2 separate regions of the Mus musculus genome follow, and region 1 is linked to region 2. The links are chromatin contacts, called in public HiChIP or PLAC-seq maps. All regions are on one chromosome and are shown on one strand. The core of a region is the stretch at or near the end of the contact, and the rest is flanking DNA. Distances in the headings are between cores, read along the strand shown. Region 1 overlaps Auts2 (autism susceptibility candidate 2). Region 2 holds the start of Auts2 (autism susceptibility candidate 2).

Region 1 (2,902 bases), core at 77-2,576, 230 kb before region 2:
GTTCCTGTAAAATAGGAACTTCACCAGCAGAAAGAATTGTATAAATCAGTGATTCGGCCATGAAACAACTGGGGTTCAACACAGCTTGGTGACTCAGAACAAGGGGCACAGCAATGGGAAAGGAGAGAGCAATAGACGGGGAGTGACTGCATTGCAGGGACGAAGCCTTGGATTTGCTCTTCAACACTACACAACGCAGACTAGGTGGGCCAGGTCTCCATTTCTAAGAATCACAGGGGAAGGAGGAAGGATTAAGAGTTAAAGGTCATCAGCAGCTACACCACAAGGTTGAGGGCAGCCTGGGCAGAAACAGTCACTAAACCACAACAACAAACAGCAATAAAAACCCAAATATACTTGCAACTAGATAGCAAAGTTTCTGACAGCACTGGTGATAGAAACTTCTCATTTGCTATGTCAAGGTATTTTCTTGGGAGAAAAACAAAACAAAACAAAACTCTTAACTATCTGTGCCGTGAATAGCTGCGATTTATCAACAATACCACCATATCAACCCCTTTAGTCACATTTCTTACCTGTAAAGTAATTACACCATCTCTTAGCTCATATCACCACGAGTGTACACTTCCAGTACTGGCTACCTACCCACTTCTGCAAAATGCACAGAATACAGATGATTGGATGTGTGCAGAGGGCTAGAGAGATAACTCAATAGCCCAGAGCAGGCTATGCTCTTGCAGAGGATCGGTGTTTCAGTTCTAGCACCTCTGCTGTATAGCACACAACTGTCTGTTACTCCAGACCTAGTCGATATTATACCTTCTTCTTGCCTCTGCGCACGCGCGTGCGCACACACACACACACACACACACCAGGAAAGAAAACAAAAGGGGGCAATCTAGTACAGAGCATTAGATTCAAGAAAAGACTGAGTCCCCTGTTCAAAAATGATACACAGAATAAATAGTATAAGAGAAGCTACACATCCCAGGGAGCCTGACTTGCAAGAATCCATTTTATGCCAGATTTAACCAGTCAAAGTTAAATGGAAAGCATGTGTATTATTAATAAAAGGCTCAGTAACACTTTATTCCTTATGCTAAAGCACAATCGATGAAGCCAGAGAGAGCGGAGAGCTTTTAAAATACACCATGTGGTCCCTTAACAAACATGATGCCTCTTGATGAACACTTCTCGGCTGGTGTCCCCGACAAATAAGTAAGAATGCACAGCAAATTGCTACATGCGAATAGCAAGCCCCCATTTTCTTCTCTGACACAAATGGCTCAGCAGTGACTCATGGCAGGACCAGGAGGCAGGGAAAGGAGGGGCAGGCAATTGCAGACTGCTCTCAGTGGGACAGTTAGGAGGATAATGAAGCAGGAAGCAGCTGGAATCATCTCAGGCCTCCTGAGTAGCATAAAGAGAACAAAGGTAACCAGGAGAGAAACATCGAGATTCAAAGCCTGTCCATACCAAGTTCTAGGTGGATAATGCCCTCTATACATCTAGAGGCTGGGAAAAGTGCTGCTGTCTGCAGAAGAGGTTTGTTGTAAAGAACAAAGGACTGTTGATGTGGTTATCCATCATCCCTGTAGCTCCTCCATCACCAGGACTGCTACACGAGCTGTGTATATATTTGTCCCACACAACCTTCATAACAGTTGGATGGATTTGGGATACGTTATGGCTGTTTGCAGATGACACAGTGAGTCAAACCTTCACCCTTTTAGGACTCAGGCTGTCATCTCAGGCCAGATGCCTTATTCACCAAGAAGGCTTCCTTAACAACTTAAAACACAGTCAAGTTTTCCAGGGGGTTTCAAGATGGTACTTGTAGTTTGAATGTAAAACGACCTCTGTTGGTTCATGTGTTTGAACACTTGGTCCCCAGCTGGTGGCACTGTTTGGGAAGGCTGTGGATTTTTAGGAGGTAGAGCCCTAAAGGAAGAGGTCAGTCACTAGGGGAAGGCCTTGAGGCTTTGTAGCCTGACCTCACTTCCTGTTAGCATTCTGTTTTCTAACTATGGTTTCAATGTGACTAACTGGTTTCCTGTCCCTGTTTCTAGAGTCATGTTTTTCTAGCCATAATGGAATGGGTGACTCTCTCAAACTTTAAGTCGGAAAAAATTCTTTCCCCGTAACTAGCATTCCTTTATTTTGTTTTTTGTTTTTTGTGTTGTTGTTTTTTGCTTGTTTGGTTGGTTGGTTGGTTGGTTGGTTGGTTTGGGGGGGGGGGTGTTTGTTTGGTTTTGGTTTTGTTTGTCAAGACAGGGTTTCTCTGTGTAGCCCTGGCTGTCCTGGAACTCACTTTGTAGACCAGGCTGGCCTTGAACTCAAGAAATCCGCCTGCCTCTGCCTCCCAAGTGCTGGGATTAAAGGCGTGCCCCAAAGCAGCTGTCACACAACTAACACCAACATTTATTGTGCTAAAACTGATTTTCCTGCCATTTCCCCAAACTACAGTGAGCTCAACACAGAAATGATGGATACCGTCCTATAGTTGCTGTCAACGTTATGGCCAGCAACACTCATTTCCTCTAAGTGAAGAATGATTGCTAATGTGATTATTAATATTTTTCTAGGATCTGAAGTCTTTGAACTAATTATAACAGAGAGCTCATGAAAGTAGAAAGTGAATACCAGTTTCCTGAACACCTATGGGTTACACCTCTGTCCTTGACCCTAAGGAGCTTATCAGGTAATTTAGAGTCATCAGTAGGTATCAACTAGAGTGATCTAAGAATCCACTTCATAAAGACAGATTAGATGAGAGCTTTTAAATGAAGGTGTAAAGCTGGAAGGGGGAGGAGTCGAGTCACCAGGGAAGGAATTATCAAGAGTACTTGAACTGTTAGTGTTCTCATATCCAGAGTCTATCATACAATACTGCAGTGTGTGTGTGTGTCTGTGTGTGTGTGTGTGTGCCTGTGTATCTGTG
Region 2 (2,980 bases), core at 13-2,512:
CGGGCTTTTCCCTCCCGCCGCGAGGAAGGGCGCGGGGGAGAAAGCGGCTGGGAGAAATAAAAAAAAAAAAAAAAAAAAGAATCCGAAGAAGAACAAGAAGGGAGGGCAGGGGGGAAAAGAGAAAGAAAAAAGGGGGAAGGGGCGGGGAGACGGGGAGGGAGGGACGGGGAAGCGAGAGGGCGAAGTGTGGGGCTCCCCTCTGCACCGAGGGTCGGAGATGCCTGCGAACAGCGCCGAGCAAAGTAATGGCTGAACACACAGGTCTCCTTTACAGAGGAAAGGGGGAAAAAAATAACTCACCAAGCAGGCAATAAATCAGAATAGCGGAATGCTTTGATCAAGAGACTGGGGAAGCCCTCCCCGCGGCCATGCTCTCTCCCCACCACTGAAATCGCCTTGCTTCTCCCTTTCTCTAGAGACCCCCCAAAAAATTTTAAAAAAAAAAAAGCCCGAGGTCCGAAAAGGTCACGGTGAAGTGAGGGGTGGGTGGCAATGAACTTCACCCGCCCCCTCGTGCAGGAAAACACCCCACACCTCCGCCTCTCTCACACACTCGCCTCGCAGAAAAACTCACTCCCGGGCTCCCAGTCTTTTTTTAAGAAATGCATCCAAGGGAAGCCAGGGCTGGAGAGCGAGCTGAGAGGGGCGAGACCCCCCAGAGAGGGGAGCATAACCACGCAATCACAAGCGGAGACAGAGGTTGCCCGAGGAAAGGAGGAAGGGAAGGAGGAGGACGCTGAAGCAGTTGTGGGATTTTTTTTTTTCGGTCTTCAAGGGGGGGAGGAGGAGAAAAAGATGAAAGAAGAGAAGAATTGCAAAGCCTGGCGCGTGCCACCGACCCCCTCCTCACATACACATGCACGCACGCACACACACAAATTGTAGATCTCCCCCCACCCCCAGTTCCAGAGGTCACCCTTCTTCCAAAAAAATTTAAGATAAAATTATAAAGGGGGAGGGGGTGAGTCAGTCAACGAGGAAAGCAAAGAGCAGTCTCCAACCCGAGATACACCGGTGTGGTGGCGCCGCCGCCTCTTCTTCGTCTTCTTCTTCTTCTTCTTCTTTTTCGCGTCGCCCCGCCTGAGGAAGAAGCGCTGCGAGATGCCGCTCGCTCTCTCGCTCACTCGCTCGCTCGCTCTCAGCTAACGCTGCCTCAGCCGCCGCCGCCGGAGCCCGGAGCCCGAGGGTGCACGGCGTGTCCCCGGGCGGCTGCAGCCAGAGCCCGGGCACGGCCTCATCCTCCGCCCGCCTCGCTCACACAGCGCCCGCTCCTCCCCCTCCGGCCGGCCCACCGCCGCCGCCCGCCTCGGCCCAGCCCCGCGCCCGCCCGCTTGCCGTCTCCCTCTCCCTCTCTCTCTCTCTCTCCCCCTCTCTCGCACGCGCGCTCGAGCTCGCTCACCGGCGAGCGCTCTGGAAGACCGCCCTCTTCGCGCCTCGCTCTGCGCGCGCTCCCGAGGACCGCCCTCCTGGCTCTGCACGCGCTCCCGAGAGCTACCCCCTCCCCTCACGCCTCACTCGGCGCGCTCCCGAGGGCCGCCCCCCTTTCCCCCTTCGCGGACTCCCGAGAATCTCTCACGCCTCGTTCTCTCTCCCCCTCCCCAAAACCCCCGGCACCACGGGGCGCGCTCCCGAGGGCCGCCCCTTCCACTCAGGCACCACTAGCTGCGCGCTCCCGAGAGAAGCCCCTCCCCTCGCGCCTCTCCCCCCCCCCCGCTCTCTCCCACGCGCGTCCCCGTCCCCCCTCCTCCCGCGCGCCTCGGGCCGGGCTAGATCACGTGACCCGCCCCCCTCCCCTAGTTGTAGAGTGTGTGGAAAGCAAAAAGGCTGAGGGGCTGGCCACCGCTCCACGAGCCCAGGGCATGCGCGCTGGGGCGGCCGGGCCTGCGCACTTGGGGGCGGAAGGGGTCTCCAGAGGCTGTGGGGGGTGTGTTGGAGGGGTCGGTCACAGGCCGGTGTGGAGTTGAAGTTCGAGGGCTTGGAGGCTGCCCCAACATCCCGCCAAACGCACGGAGGACTCGCGCGCGCACGCGTAGCAGGCACCTTTCTCCGGACACTTGCTCCCGGAGTGCCTTATCTCCTCCACTCCTGAAGCTCTTGCTGGCTCAACTACTCTGAAGTACCTCTAGGTGTTTTGCCCGCGCGCAAGCGCGCGCCCGGTGCAAAAAAAAAAAAAAAATTTTTTTTTTAAATAAAAAGTGCTTGCAGCGCGGGGAAGTGCAAAGTATGGACCCAAAGAGGTTGCACTTTGGGGACAAGAAGAGTAGTCAGTCTAGTGCTGCGTCCAGGCTCATCAAGCAAGAGTTGGAAACTTTCCCCCGACCCCCTACTCTGCGTGGTAGAACACTGAATGCCAGAGTGCCCCTGAACCCAGGCGACCCCCGCCCGGCCAGCACTTTTGGTCTCTCTGTGGGAGACACTTTGAGGAGGCGCTAGCCGCTTTGGAGCAGCCAGACACCGGGAACTTGAACCTGGAGCAAGGGACTGAGTAGCTCGGGGCCGTCCCAGTCTGAGGACTCCAAACCGCCATCCCCCTCGCTGCAGACTTCGCTTACTGCTTAGCTGCAGGAGGATGGAGCAGAGGTGGCTTCCCTACGTTTTCCACCACGATGTAACGGATGCTTATAAAAAGTTGTATTAAAGAGCTGACTACAGCCCAGAATCGATCAACCAAAGCGACCAGCCTCTCTGGATAAAATAGCTGTGCGTTTTTTCAAGGCACTTGGAATTGATCTATACTCACCGACAGTCTTCTCTCAGCAATCTCTTAGTTGCTTCTCTTTCTGTCCAAGCACATAAACACTGTGGCACATCACCCCTCACCCCTAGCAACCCACACTTGGCATGAAGGAAAAGAAAACAAACTGACATTAATTGCTCACAATGAGCCAGGCACCGTGTTACAATGCTTTGTACGCGGATTTCTACTGTTCTGAATCCCAGTCTGCACAGAACAGAACAAGAAGGTCAGAAGCAGTGGAAG

Evidence for each region. HiChIP or PLAC-seq counts read pairs in DNA pulled down with a chosen protein or histone mark.
Region 1: an H3K4me3 HiChIP or PLAC-seq map of neural progenitor cells shows a contact between it and region 2, with 13 read pairs. The contact joins the enhancer-like site here to the promoter of Auts2 in region 2. A contact is called at or near these places in 2 of 484 Hi-C or Micro-C datasets (the HL-1 cell line and liver), 13 of 115 datasets of contacts at active chromatin or transcription factors (craniofacial prominence, embryonic basal ganglia, embryonic forebrain and 8 more) and 2 of 9 other capture datasets (adipose tissue and liver).

What each region holds. Positions count from the first base shown.
Region 1 is chr5:132,313,210-132,316,111 of GRCm38.p6, forward strand. The region is part of intron 1 of Auts2 (autism susceptibility candidate 2); the gene reads right to left. Among named protein-coding and RNA genes, the nearest start is that of Auts2, 230 kb to the right of the region's middle. Within about 2 kb of position 1,327, at least 10 of the 459 cell types and tissues checked have an H3K27ac peak or open chromatin away from gene starts, as enhancers often do. A contact at or near this core is called in neural progenitor cells, where this site is marked.
Region 2 is chr5:132,541,958-132,544,937 of GRCm38.p6, forward strand. Auts2 (autism susceptibility candidate 2) reads right to left here and starts at 1,263. Exons shown (of 20, transcript NM_001363480.1): 1 at 1-1,263.